Regions from separate parts of the Ovis aries genome. Here region 2 is linked to region 1. A link is a contact called in public Hi-C data. All regions are on one chromosome and are shown on one strand. Each heading gives the region's core, a stretch centred on a gene start, on an enhancer-like site or on the middle of the called end of the contact. The rest is flanking DNA. Distances are from core to core; before and after follow the strand shown.

Region 1 (7,210 bases), core at 1,418-3,917:
GGGGGGCTATAGTTCATGGGGTCACAAAGAGTCAGACATGACTGAGTGACTAAGCACAGCACCTCATCCCAGGGAAGGGAGGGGAGTTTCCAGGGGTCATGCAGACTTGACCCTAAAGGGCCCTGCGGTCACGCGAGATTCTGGCCAGAGACCAGAGGAGCTGGGGGTGCAGGTGGGAAGGTGCCCTAAGAACTGCCTGAAGAGACAGGCCGGGCACAGTAGCCTCTTGGGTAGAACACGAGGTGGGGGCCGGTGGGGTGGAGGTCTTTCTGGGGTACACTCTTCCTGTCCTGCAGAAGCAGCATCCAACTCCACACGTGGTAGGGATTTCTGTAGTTCAGAACACAAGCCTCTGGGCAGTCCCATGGCTTAACTTGTTGGGTCATCTGAGGAATGTGTCCTGAAGACCTACTAAGTGCCCAACATGAGCTGTAGTCATTTTGGGGAGCTCTTCCTCTGCTGACAGAGTCCAGAGCCCAGCAGAGTGACAAAGGGGTTTGTCGATGATCTGACCACCGCCTCAGAACTCCGTCTACAGGTGAGGAAGAGGAGACCCAGAGGAAAGAGACTTTCTGGCTCACAGGTGGGGTAGAACCAGCATGCTCTGGTCCCCAAGCATGCAGCTGCTCATGAATACATTCCCACAAATAGTCACATGCAGGATACAGGTCTCAATCACTGTCAACGAAGAGAATGTTTTTACGGCTTGTGGAAGGTATTGGGTTGGCCAAAAAGTTTGCTCGGGTTTTTACCATAACATATTATGGAAAATACGATGTGATGGTGAAGCTCCAATACTTTGGCCACCTGATGCGAACAGCTAACTCATTGGAAGAGACGCTGATGCTGGGGAAAATGGAGGGCAAGAGGTGAAGGGGGCGACGGGATGAGATGGCTGGATGGCATCACTGACTCAATGGACATGAGTTTGAGAAAACTCAGGGAGATAGTGATGGACAGATAAGCCTGGCGTGCTATAGTCCATGGGGTTGCAAAGAGTCAGACATGACTTAGTGACTGAACAATAACAACAACATCATGGGGGAATCTGAATGAACTTTTTGGCCAACCCAATGCATTCATGCCTTAAAGGTTAGAGTGGAAATATCAACCTTCTCTTTAGAAGTTTGTGCCTTTTGTATCTTAATTAAGAAATCATGTCCAACCTCTGTGTCATAAAGATGAGTTTTATATTCTACCCTAAAACTCTTTAATTTTGCTTTTTGCAGCAAAATCTTGAATTCATCTGGGATTTATTCTTACATTAGGTGTGAGGGATTCTACATGGATTCCTTGTTTTTGCAGCATCTGAGGCTGCCCCCTTCCCCATCCCCATCTCTCTGCCTTGTCCTGATGCCCCATCCCAGAACTGGGCCCATTACTGCATTCTCGGTTCCATATTCCATATTGGCCCATGTTTATTCCTGTGCAATACATCATACTGTTTTCATTATTTTAGCTTTATAAAATATCTTGCTATCTAGCAGGGTGGGAATATTAAGGAAAACAATCTGTCACTGAAAGGATAGATAAAAGTATGACTGCTTAGAATGATACCCTTTTTGGGATGTCCCTGGTGGCCCAGTGGTTAAGAAGTCACCTTCCAATGCAGCGGATGTAGATTCCATCCATTGTTGGGGAACTAAGATCCCACATATCACAGGCAATTCAGCCCATGCACCACAACTAGAGAGCCCATGCACTCTGGGGCCACGCCACAAGTAGAGAGAAGCCTGCGCCCTGCAAGGAAGATTCTGTATACTGCAACTAAGACTCTATACAGCCAAGAATAAATAAATATTACAAAAGAATGATAGCCTTTTCTAATTTCACAAGTTCTTATGTTTGTAAAATTAATTTTTAAAAAGATGCAGTGAACCCAACAAACAAGGATACTACTGAAAAATGAAAAAGAAACAAATGTTTAAAACTTACCACACAATTTCTTCATCATATATGAACTGGGAAGGCAAAAGAAACAAGAATGGGGGGACAGATTTACTCCAAAAGAAGAACAAACAAGGCCCCTAAGTACCGTGAGGTGACACACACCAGCTTGCTCTGATTTTCACAGAAAGCTGGCACCTCTCTTTGGGTATGGGTTTCTCAAACGTAGAAGTGACCCTTCCTTAGTGGAAACCTTGGTCTGCAGATGCTGCAGGATGAGGCCTAGTGTGGGTCTCCAAAGAGAACTGGTCTGGCCTTCTGATAATCCAAGTAGCCATGGGGGCCCATCTGCAGGGGTCTGCCCTCATTAATGGAATAAGGTTGCTGAAATCAAGAATCTTAAAAACTGAAAAGGTATCTCTGTATGTATGTTTGCGCTTGCATATCTATCTATCTTTCTATTTATCTATCTATCTATTCCTCCCTCCATCTTTGGTACTTCTGTGTGGAGTAGGATGGGGTAGGGTGGGGTAGGTGGGGAGGAAAGGGTGTCATTGTCTTAAAATAAAGAATAAGCCCTTTGGAAGCTCTGAGGACAAAGGACCCACTTGTACCACTTGAAGGGAGGCCAAGGGTGATGGTGAGGTTGCCACAGCTTCATAAGAGGGCACTGACATTGCCCAACAACTCCACCCAGCATCCCCTATGTGGGATGCAGACAAATGATGCCTTTGTGGTGCTGGGAGGCATCCTGTGACTGCCCCAGCCAGGCCCAGTGCACACAGGAGGGGGTTATGCCCACCAATCAGATCTTGGAGACATCGGGGTCCCTACACACAAGGCCAGGACAGGCCACGGGCTGCAGTCTGGATTTGGGCCCACTGCACCCTCTGCTGGTTGTCAGGCAGGCAGCACACACAGGATCTGCTTTGGGAGGCCACTCGGACAGGGTCATCCTGGCTGGGCACAGCTGAGGCTCCCCAGTCTCAAGGCTCTGAGGAAGAGGCAGAGGGGAGCCTGGTATCACATCAACAGAGGGGAGCCTGGTATCACCATCTGGGGAACTTGGGGGACATGTATGGGGACAGTGTCAGTTTTTTATGACCCAGTGGAAGGCTACTGGCATTTAGAGGGTGAAGACCAAGCACATCAGTCAATCTCGAACATGTAAAATCTTTCTCCCAGAGGAGTTATCCATATTTGACACACATCTTAAATGTCCTGCTAGCTATTTAAGCCAGCAGCAAAAAAAATGACCTGAGCTTTGAACTTAACTCCATTTTATAAATCAAAGTATTTTTACACAGTTTTAATAAATACTTAATTTTCTAGTGAGTTAGCTATCACACAAGTGGAGAGGGATGACTGTACTTGGCTCAGTTTAGGATTTTATCAGAAGTCATTCACAGTTTCAGAAAATCCCATCATCAATGTCAACACCATTCACAGGGTGGCCAGTCCAGCATATTAGCCTGCACTGGCACCCATAGGGCCTGCAGACTTCCTGTATGAGGTCAACAGATTATATCACTCAGCATTCCAGCATCTTCCTGCCCAAATAGTTACACACTAGATGTATTCTTTTATTATGAATTACTTTTGTCTTTTATGATATGCTTTTGGGCATTATGCTGATTTGGTAAAATTGTATATAGGTAAATTGTTTTACCTCTAACTTTCATTTTTGGGGGTGTGGTGGGCAGTCTCCCTTGTATATGTGGCCTGATCTTAGGGATCTTCTCCTAACAGAATATGGCAAAAGTGATGGCTGTCACGTCCGAGATTCGGTTACAAACAGACAGTGGCTTCCATCTTGGCACCTCCTCGCCCTTGCTGGGAGGGGAAGCAGTCCCCAGTGATGTGAGCTGTTCTATGGACAAGCCTTAGGCCTGCCCACTGCCTCACGAGGGATCTTAAAAGCAGATTGTTGCCCAGGGGAGCCTTGACATAACTCTATTCTGGCTGGTGAGTACACCGATGAGACATCCTCAGCCAGAGGGCTTGGCTAAGCCACTCCCAGATTTGATCCATAGAAAAAGGGGGCAATAAATGTTTGCTGTCTTAAGCTGCTGAGTGTTGAGGGAAATTTGTTACATGGCAATAGCTAACTAATACAAAGATCATGGTTATCAAATCCAGTTGGCTCTAGATGTCCTTAGGGGGAGAACTATTCCAGAATACATTTCATACTCTGAGATCTCGGCATGCCACACGCATCTGCCCTCTTGATATGACCTGCCCTCATGCAGTCACTTGAAAGCTCCTCTTGGATGGAAACTGCTCCCCTGTGGACGGCATGGTCCTCGGCAGTAACCTGCATCATGGGCTTCACTGCTGTATCGCTGTCACATGTTATGCATGATGTCACCCCAGCCCTCAGTGGTCCCTGTTTCAGGCCCTCTGCCTTTTCTGCACACATCCTTGCTCCCAGCTGCCTACCCTGAGGGCTCCCAGCTGGTCTCTCTCTTCCCAGCTCTGTAGTGAGCTAGGAAACCAGAAACTGTGCTCCTTAGGAAACTGGCTCTAAGTGAGGGTCTCGAGGCCTCTGATGAGCACGTTCTTAACCTTAACTGCATCAACCACATAACGCCTGCTTTAGTTTTTTCAAGGCCTTTCTGCCCTCAAGGTGGTACCTGGATGTGCTTGATAACCAAGGCATCAGGTATGAGGTTTTCGGGACAGGGAAGCACCGTGGAGGGGAATAGGTCAACACGACCACAGTGAGTGGCCAGCACACCCCAGGGTGGGATGCCGTGGGTTCTCTGGTCCTAGTGCCAGGGACAGGACAGTGGGGCGGGGGGAGGGCGCGTTAACTCACGGCAATGAGCACGATGACAGACAGGGTGTAGTACACGGAGTCTCGGCACACGGCCCACCATGTCAGACGGACCACCTGCCGAGCAAAGGGCCATTAGCGTCACCAGCTGGGGAGACGGGGTATGGGGGACACAGCTGGGGGGGTGTCCCATTGCCCCCAGACCCCTGCAGCTGCAGACACATGCCCTCGGAGCTCATCTTAACTGTCCACCAGGACCACAGCGTGTCTGGCTGCTCCAGGCACCTCACTCTCTTGGTCATATTTGGGGACAGAGGACAGTGGGTTCGCATTCATAAGTAATGACAAAGCTGCCCCCTGCTCCTTCACGGTGACCATGTGGCACGTATCCCAGGACAAGCCATGTGGCCGGGGAGGCCAGAGACACTCACTCTTCTCTCAGCACTAGAACTTTCTGGGGGTGACTGGCCACCTCCTTCTACCTCCCTTGGCCAGAAAGAGCTTTCCATGAGCCCGACTCTCTGAGGTCAAGTCTAATGTCCCCCTGTGGCTCCAAGGATCAGGAAGATGTGCTGGGAAATCAGCAAGCCAGCTTCACGCACCCACAGGGAGGCAGAAGACAGGCCCCAAGTAAGTCCAGAGTCTAGTTCATGGTCAGGGTTACAGGAAACACTCCTTAAATATTTACTGCTGTCAAATAAACGCCCCACAACCCACCCCCAAGACCAGCCAAGGGGGCAGCTGACGTGTTTCTGCTCTCAGACCCATGGGTGGAAGGAACACAGGACACCCGTGTTACATACAAGGAAAGGGGCCTGGAGGGGACACCCCCACTCAAAGCCACATGGAGTTATACGCATGGCTAAGGCTGGGCCTTGGGTCTCTCCCACGCTATCCCTATGCCATTTCATGAGAAGAGAGACACCACTGACCTGCCCTGCGAATAATCCACAAACTCCGATTATACACAGGATATTGAACACAGCAGAGCCCACAATGGTCCCGACCCCGACATCTCCGTGGGTGATGAACACGCCTGGGAAGAGAGAGGCGCCAATCTCATGTGCAAGCCCAGGCCTGCCCCTTCCTCAGACCCTGGCTGGTTCCGTGTCCCCCACCCCATGAATGGACAGGACTTGTTCTTACTACCAGGGAACACCCGAGATGCTGGTGAGAACGACAAAACCAGAGATAGAAGAGTCATTAGGGGCCTGCTACACCAATCCTCCCATTTTTGGGAACAGCTTTATTGATAATTCACATGTTGTAAAATTTACCCATTTAAAATATCACTTTAGCATTTTCTGGTATAGCCAGAATTATACAATCATCACTGCAATCTAATTTTAGAACGTTTTTATCACCTCAAAAAAAACCCCATACCTGTGAGTACCCTACTCCACCCCACACCCCAGGGAACCACTAATTCACTTTCTCTCCACGTCTCCCATTTTACAGATGAGAAAGCTGACACTCAGAGCTGAAAAAACATGCCCACAAGAGTCTGGGCACCCAACCTGGGTTCTTCCTAATATCCCGTGTCTCAAGCTGATAGGATTTCTTACCAATGACAGAGGCAAACAGCTCTGGTGTTGAGCTTCCCGCAGCCATGAAGGTGGCTCCAGCCACATCTTCGCTCAGATGGAGTTTCTGAAACAGAAGTGACCGCAGACCCTCAGGCTGTACTGCAGGCGCAGTAAGCATGCCTGCTGGCCACTTATGGAGACCGCAGGGCGTAGCCCCGCAGCCAGAGTCAAGCTTCAGGGCTGGTGGCCTCTCTTCGCTCATCCTGAGCACACGCCCTCCTCCACTCTGCCTGATGCTCACCCCAGAGTCCCCTCTCCCCTTCCCCTACCTGTCAGTTTTTGTTCATTGTCTGAACGCTTAAACAGTCTCTCTTTGATAAAGACTTTTTAAAAGGGCCACCACGAGTCAGCCCCTCCCCCAGGGAAGAGAAGCTGAAACGTGACTCATGCAGTAGGGATCTGAGGTCCATGTGCGTGCTTCCCCCACTGGATGACAAGATGGGTCTTTTTCATCTTTGGATGCCTGGAACAGGAGCTGGGGGTCGTCGGGGAGTCCCCTAGTCTAGCGCCTGTCACTTCTGGTGCTCACGCAGACCTTGGGTACCATGCGAACATGCATACATCAGGTTGTGGGATGTGGAAAACTCAGGTGTATAGCCTGGCCTCTGCATCCCAGAAGGCCTTCCCAATGGCAAGCCGGACACCTGGCTGCCCACTGGAATAGACCTCACCTCCTGTCCCCAGAGCTGAGTTGGTCCTGGGTAATAATTTCACTGGGGGAGCATTTTCTTCTGCCAAGCCCTGGGACAGGGCTAAAACTATCTAGGCCCACTCTGCTTGGTGAGACCATGTTCTGGACACAGAGGCCCATCCTCTGATCTGGAATTTGGGGCTGGGGGCTTTGGGTGCTTGGGAAAACCATGGAAATTCTGGGTCCCCCAAATGCCAACTTGAAGGTGGCCAGCTATGGTCCTTAGAAGGCCTCTGGGAAGACTGGCTCAGAGCAGGACTTGGTCTCCTC
Region 2 (7,210 bases), core at 1,413-3,912, 160 kb before region 1:
TAAAATTTATTTAAATTTAAAAAATAAGTTTAAACATTTTTTTAATTTAAAATGTTTTAAAAATAAATTTAAATTTAAAAAATAAGTTTCTCCACACCTTTGCTAGTACTTTTTCTGTTACTGATTAGAATCATCTTAGCAGGTGTGAAATGATATCTCACTGTTTTTGTTTTTTACTTATTTTGTATTGGGGTATATAGCTGACTAACAATGTGATAGTTTCAGGTGAACAGAGAAGGGAACTCAGCCATACATATACACATATCCCTCACTGTGGTTTTGATTTGCATTTCCGCAAGGATTCATGACGTCAAGCATATTTTCATGGGTTTATTGGCTATTTGCATATGGAATTTGGAAAAATGTCTATTCAGATCCTTTGCTCATTTTTATTTGGGTTACTTGTTCCTTATTGTTGAGTTTTGAGAGTTCTTATCTGATCTAGATACAAAGCCTTTGTCAGATGTGTGATTTGCAAATATTTTCTCCCAGTTGTAACTTGTCTTTTCATCCTTGAACAGGGTCTTTCAAATATTTATTTGAGTGAAAAAAAAAAAGAATACTGTCCAAATCTGTGAAATAGTAGGCACTCATATGGTGTCACATAAATAATTCAATAGTTATATGTCCACCTGCTTTAATGAGCTCGCAACTCGTCTTCGCATTTGGTAGTATCTACTGTTATAATTAGGGCCTCCCTGGTGGCTCGGTGGTAAAGAACCCACCTGCCAATGCAGGAGACGCGGGTTCAATCCCTGGGTCAGGAAGATTCCCTGGAGAAGGAAGTGGGAACTCGCTTCAGTATTCTTGCCCGGGAAATCCCGTGGACAGAGGAGCCTGACAGGCTATAGTCCAGAGGGTCACAAAGATTCGGATACAAGTCAGCAATTTAACCACCACCACAAATTATTATAATTAAGGTATGAGGGGGTCTTTAACCAGCTATTATTCTTCTCTAGACCAAAGTCCCTGGTGCCATCTTACTCTTAAGTTCCTGTGCAAGCATTTGCTTCATAGTTGGTCCAAAGGTAAACCTCAGCCACACCTGGCTTAATTTTACCACACGCTCCCAGTGACTAAGGTGAATGAAACTGACAAGTGAGAACCCCTTCTCCAGCATGTTCTTTTTAAAAAGAGATGGCTGTTGGCAGGTGCCTTGTTTAGAGTCTGATTCGTCTTTACTGGAGAGTAAAGGTGAGCATCTGTTCACTTAAGCTTTACCCTGGGCTCTGATGAGGAAAAGATCATCATCACAAAAAGAATGAATATACACCTTGCCAAGGTTATTAACACTGTGAAATGTACAGATTACTCAGGAAATGTAAACTGTCTTCCCTGTTGGCAGATGGCCTTGTCAACCTAAGAGATCTCTGTTCAAACACATTCCTTTTGACAACAGGAGTCGTTAATAAATTTCCAGGTATGACCCTCATTGGAAGGGCTGAGTCCGAGTTACTCTTCAGCTAGGACATTATGTATTCAACCATTGACAAATATTTATCATGCTCGCACTCTGTAGAAATCAGGGGAAATAGATTTAGAAATTGAGAGGATGCCTGGCAGTGAGCAGGGTGATGGGGAATTTGCCAATGGTTTAGGCCACAGGACTTATCTGAAACTCCCTCCTGAGGGGGAGAGGTTCAATACAGCCAGCTCATTCTTTTTTGAAGATTGCAAATGTGGTTGGGTAAGGGTGGGAGGGATATTCATTGATTTTTATCTAAGAAAAAGCCCTGTAGGTATCAAGGCCTCAGTGGCTGGGGGAATCTGGGTGGGCCCGGGAAGTGGCCCCCACCTCAAAGACTTCTGTGACACTGCAGAGCCTACCTTCTCTGAAATCTAACACCTGAAAGGGTTGCCAGACAGATTCTAATAGATTCTGATCCTGCTTCCTGAAAGGGATCCTAGATCTCCAAGCTGGGTCCAATAAAAAGCCAACATGACCAGAGGCTGGGGAGTGGTTCTAATTGGAACAGGAAGGTGGGGGGGGTGCGGGGGGGAGCGGGTCACCTGCTGTGACCATGCCCACATTCTTTCAGGTGTCCCTCCCACCCCCATCAGCGCCTTCCCCAGCTGGAAGTTCACACAGTTGCCTTCTGGCTAGAGGGACCTCTGCTGCCCAGCAACCCCACGGTTGCCATGGGAACCATGAGCTAGACAGTACGTGACAGAGGAGGAAAAAGACTATTTCATACTATCATCAGGCCCAATCTTCTTTGTTAGCTGAGAACTCCTTGCCCTGTTCCCAGGGGTGGAACTAAGGAGAGTGGCAATTTCTCTGGCATCCAGAGGACCTTGTGGTTCCAGGCCCAGCTTCAGCACCACTTGCTTCCAGATGCTGCCGCAGTGCATCTGGGTCACCCATGAAGCTAGAGAACGGCCCTGTCCCCTCCAGAAGGAAGGGGCTGTTGGACTAGGGCTGCCGGAAGCTCTGGCTCCAGCAGAGGGCAGAGCTGTCCAGAGAAGCGAGAACAAACAGTCCTGTGCCGGGCGGCTGATCTCCTGTGGTCTGAGCAGATTCAATGCCCGATAGACAAGGACGGAAGCACAGAGTGGGGCAAATGCCTGTTCCACTCCAGAAAAAGCCCAAACCCCTACGGTACTGACCAGGCCTGAGCTCCTGGTTCCACCCACCATGGGCCCAGAGACCAAAGCCTTCGAGTCTCTGAAACTTGCTTTCTCTAACAGCCAAGGGAAGATTTGAGTAACCGAGGCCCTCCCAGGCCCTGCACCTGCTGTGCAGAGGCTAAGTGGCGGTAACGCGCAGATAGGCCGTGAGTGAAGACTAGCAGCCTCTCCCCCACAGGTAACACAGAGGTCTGGGAGGTCTAGGGGGGAGTAGGTGGGAGGCAAGTTAAGGCTCAGGGACCTGGGAGAGGACACTGATCAGCAAATGTGCCCCAAACTGTTTCCTTTCTGTCTCCCTGGCTGTTACTGATGGTCCAGGGTGGGCATCTTGGCCCCTGGTTCACTAGCTGGCCCTGGAGTCCTTTCACTCGTCTATTCACCGGCCTGCCCTCTGTAAAGTCCTAAGCAACCCTGAAGCCTCAGTGTAAGATCATCGTTTCTGAGCCCTCAGTCTCCCCCATCAAATATGGACTCCCAGGGCAGGACGAGATGCAGGGCACAGCAAGCCGTTGCCCAGTGCACCTTTAACTAGAGGCAGTGGGAAAGGGACAGGGGAGGACCCAGCAGCCATGGCCGGGGGTCCAAGCAGGGGCCATTTCCACATGCTCCCAGTGACCCCTTGCAGGGTCTGGCTAGGGAGCAAAGAAGGGCCTCTTCCTCCAGGTGGCTGCAGCCCTGCAGAAAACTACACAACCGGACAAGCAGAACACCAGCTGGATTTAATCCTACCAGGCACTTTTGGGCAGTGCACAAGCTGGGCAACTGTCCATGGCAGCCCTGGGTATGAGTCACAGCCATCTTTGCTGGCTGTTCTTGGCATAAGGAGCCATCTCCTCTTGATTTCATCTTAAGAATTTTAGGGTGAAAAAGGCACCAATGCCTTCTTACTTAGTTCTCTACCAGACCCCTAGTTTGCTCAGACTAGATCCAAGTACCTGTAAGTTTGCCTCTCAATGGATGGGGAACCACTGAAGGCCAGAACAGAAGGGCTCTTAGAGACAGCTCTTGTCTAACCTCCCTCATCGCACAGACAGGGAAACAGAAGTCCAGAGAAGGCACATTATCATCTGATGAGAGAGGGTTAGCCTGGGTGTTTCCTAGAGTTCGATTCGGACACTCTCTGGACTCTAGATTCTAAGCCTGGACTGGTGCTGTTCTGCCTCCTTCTCCCAACTTCACAGTGTGGGTTTTGTCCAGATTTGAGCTTCCTGATTAGTAATAGAGGGTTATCATTTTCAAAGTTTTAATAACAATAACATCATCTACTATTTACCACATGCCTATTATGTGCTAGCCTCTGTATTTCTAACTATCATAACTCCACTATTTTCATATTATAAGCAAATTAAGCCAAGGCTCAGAGAGCTTAAGTAACTGGACTGAGGGCACAGCCCCAGTCATGATGACCAGCTGTCATCAGCCCCAGGAGCCTGGTGTATGAGACACCTTTTGCTCAGCAGAAGTGATATATGGCAGGGTGGAGGGGCATGCCAGGGCTTCATACCTACACTGAGTGTGCCGACTTCACCCATCAGCTAGCAGGGACACCTTCCCATGGACCACACATCCCCACCTCTGTCACTCGGCCGGCCCTGGGTTCCCCTCGGAGACGGCTTCCTGGGCAGAACAAGCTCCTCTCCCTCTGGCCCAGCACTGGACACACACTCCGCTTGAGAGCGCGATTTCCCCACACCACGATGTGTTCACGGGCCTGACGCTGGCCCAAAGCTTCTGGAAAGCGAGGGACGGGCCTTCCTTCTTTCCCAGATCCAGGGCTTGGCCGGGATCACACCATATGCTTTATGGGCCCTGCCATTATTGAAAGCATTTCCTCTGAATCCACGTTGGCAGCCATCTCCACAGCCACTGCCACCACACCGTCCAAACTGTAATAAAAACTGCCTTTTTCTTGGACAGTACACTTCCGTTTTTAACAACCGCGTCGATGAGTATTTAAGTGTGGGAAAAGGAACGCAGAACGAGCTGTCACAGTGCAGATGGGACTTTGCCAGAGAACTATTTATAGGTTCAGACGCCAAAACAGAAGGGGAGACGGTGGACAGATGTGCGAACTGTCAAGTGTCAGGGAAGACTAAATGAAGAGTAAAGCCATAGGGAGGCGTTGGGGGAGAAGGAACGGGGGAGGGGTGGGGGGAGACACTGAGCAGAGGCTGACTATCCTGGGGCTTGAGTTATCCACGGGGAAGGAGCTGCAAGGCTGGGAAAGCAATCCGCCAGCTCCTTTGCTCAGGCTGTAGGGGCGGGGGTGGGGGCGTCTTTGCACCTATCATGAAAAGACGCTGCTGTCTCTGGGAACAGAAAAGACTGGAGGAAAAGGACGTGCCCTGGGCACCACTGATGGCAGGACAGCCCCACAGGCCACAGGAAGACCCAGCAAGAAACCACTGTGCCCAGAAAACAACCCAGCTTCAGCTTCAGGAGCTTATAAAGTTCATCCCACCTCAGAGTTTCAGAACTCTTATCTGTGGTCTAGGAGAAAGTGGCTGCCACTTACGAGAACTGTGATACTCAGAGAGGTTAAGTGGCTCACCAAAAGTCACAGAGCTGGGAATTGGTACCAGGATGTGACCAGAAGCGAGACTGACTCAGCCCAGGCTCCCGACCTGTGTGCCAGGCCACTGGCTCTTTGAGAGCCTGCTGTCTCATAGAAATATAATTCAAGTCACGTGTGCAATTTAAATTTTGCCCATACTCATGTTAGTAATAGTAAACAGAAACAAGTGAAATTAATCTCAGTAATGGCCTACTTAACCCAACATATTTAAAACAGCATCATTTCAACAAACTATAAATATAAAAAAATTACTGAGATGCATCACAGTCCTTTTTTTTGCATATGCAGTGTTCAAAATCTGGTGTGTATTTTATACTTACAGCTCATCTCTATTCCAGAGAAGGCGATGGCACCCCACTCCAGTACTCTTGCCTGGAAAATCCCATGGACAGAGGAGTCTGGTAGGCTGCAGTCCATGGGGTCACTAAGAGTCAGACACGACTGAGCAACTTCACTTTTCACTTTCATACATTGGAGAAGGCAACGGCAACCCACTCCAGTACTCTTGCCTGGAAAATCCCAGGGACGGGGGAGCCTGGTGGGCTGCTGTCTATGGGGTCGCACAGAGTCGGACACGACTGAAGCGACGCAGCAGCATCAGCAGCATGTCTATTCAGACTCCACATCTGTAGTGTTCAGTAGCCTTATGCAGCGTGAGGTTGCTGAGCTAGATGGCACAGCCTTAAGCAGTGTGCTTGGCCAGGAGCAAATCTGTCCCCCAGGACACATGTGGCAGGGCGTGGACATATCTCAGGTTATTGAGGGGAATCCAAGGCGGGGTAAGGTGAGGGGTATCACTGACATCTAGTGTGCAGAGGCCCGTGCTTGCTCGGTTGCTAAGTCGTGTCTGACTCTTTCTGACCCCATGGACTGTAGCCCACCAGGCTCCTCTGTCCATGGGATTTTCCAAGGATGTTGCTAAACCTACTAATTTAGCACACAGGACAGCCCCACCACCACCCAAGCAAAGAATGATCCAACTCCAAATATCAAGACTGCTGAGTTTCAGAAACCCAGCACCAGAGGGTGAACTTGCTTGTCTTCCTGGGACAACCGGCAAGAGCCAGGAGCCCTGTGGATGCCACAACTATAGTTGCCTGCTCGCAGCGGATGCCTGACATCAGTGCTGGAACGAAAGTGAATGCAAGACTGGAGGGTCCACCAAGACTCAGAACCCAGGACCTCCGCCTCACAGGAATCATATTCCCGTCCTCTGCATCAGCCAAGTCACAGGGTATGGAATCAAGAACAAGGGATCAGGGCTTCCCTGGTGGCTCAGTGGTAAAGAATCTGCCTGCCATTGCAGGAAACACAGGTTCAATCCCTGATCTGGGAAGATCCTACATGCTTGGGAGCAGCTAAGCCTGGGCGCCACAACGATTGAGCCTGTGCTGTAGAGCCTGGGAGACGCAGCAAGAGAAGCCATTGCAATGAGAAGCCTCTGCACCACAACTAGAGGGCAGCCCCTGCTCACTGCAACTTGAGAAAGAGCCCATGTAGCATGAAGACCCAGCACAACCAAAAATAAATTATAAAAAGACACAAGGGACCAGTCTCAAGTCAACTGACATTTCTCTTGCTTGGAGATGCTACTGAAACACCTGCTGGTAAATACTCAGCCATCTGGGCTCAGGACACAGCTTCTCGCTGGCCCTGGTGTGAGTATCACAGAGCAGGCTTGGCCCTTGCCAGGAGGAGGCCTTCGGTTCCAGGGAACAAATTCAATGAGAGGTGTGATGCTAGGGCACTTGATTTCGGCTGTAGGTCAAACTGCATCGCTCCAATCAGTCCATCGGTAGAAAAGCTGAGGTTATGATCCTTTATTTCCTCGCTGGTTCTGAATGCAGGAGTGAAAGTAAGGGAACGGTATTTATAGAACCGCCCCCATTTCCCAAATCCTCCGCAGGCCTAGGGCTGAGTGCTCCCCTGAACAGGGAAGGGACACCAGCGGGGCTGCCCGAGGAGCACCTCTGTGGGCTCAGGGACATTCCCGAGACCTGCGGGGGT

The links. Hi-C and Micro-C count contacts between places; a contact is called where the count stands out from the background.
Region 2: a Hi-C map of hypothalamus shows a contact between it and region 1, with 2.3 times the contacts expected there. The contact joins two enhancer-like sites. A contact is called at or near these places in 6 of 16 Hi-C or Micro-C datasets (blood, hypothalamus, muscle and 3 more).

Annotation. Positions count from the first base shown.
Region 1 is chr18:54,967,863-54,975,072 of ARS-UI_Ramb_v3.0, reverse strand. SLC24A4 (solute carrier family 24 member 4) reads right to left here. Exons shown (of 17, transcript XM_004017956.5): 5 at 6,229-6,313; 6 at 5,596-5,699; 7 at 4,706-4,780; 8 at 1,936-1,961. Among named protein-coding and RNA genes, the nearest start is that of TRNAY-GUA, 46 kb to the left of the region's middle. Within about 2 kb of position 2,667, at least 11 of the 54 cell types and tissues checked have an H3K27ac peak or open chromatin away from gene starts, as enhancers often do. A contact at or near this core is called in hypothalamus, where this site is marked.
Region 2 is chr18:55,129,918-55,137,127 of ARS-UI_Ramb_v3.0, reverse strand. The region is part of intron 3 of RIN3 (Ras and Rab interactor 3); the gene reads right to left. Among named protein-coding and RNA genes, the nearest start is that of TRNAY-GUA, 61 kb to the left of the region's middle. Within about 2 kb of position 2,662, at least 17 of the 54 cell types and tissues checked have an H3K27ac peak or open chromatin away from gene starts, as enhancers often do. A contact at or near this core is called in hypothalamus, where this site is marked.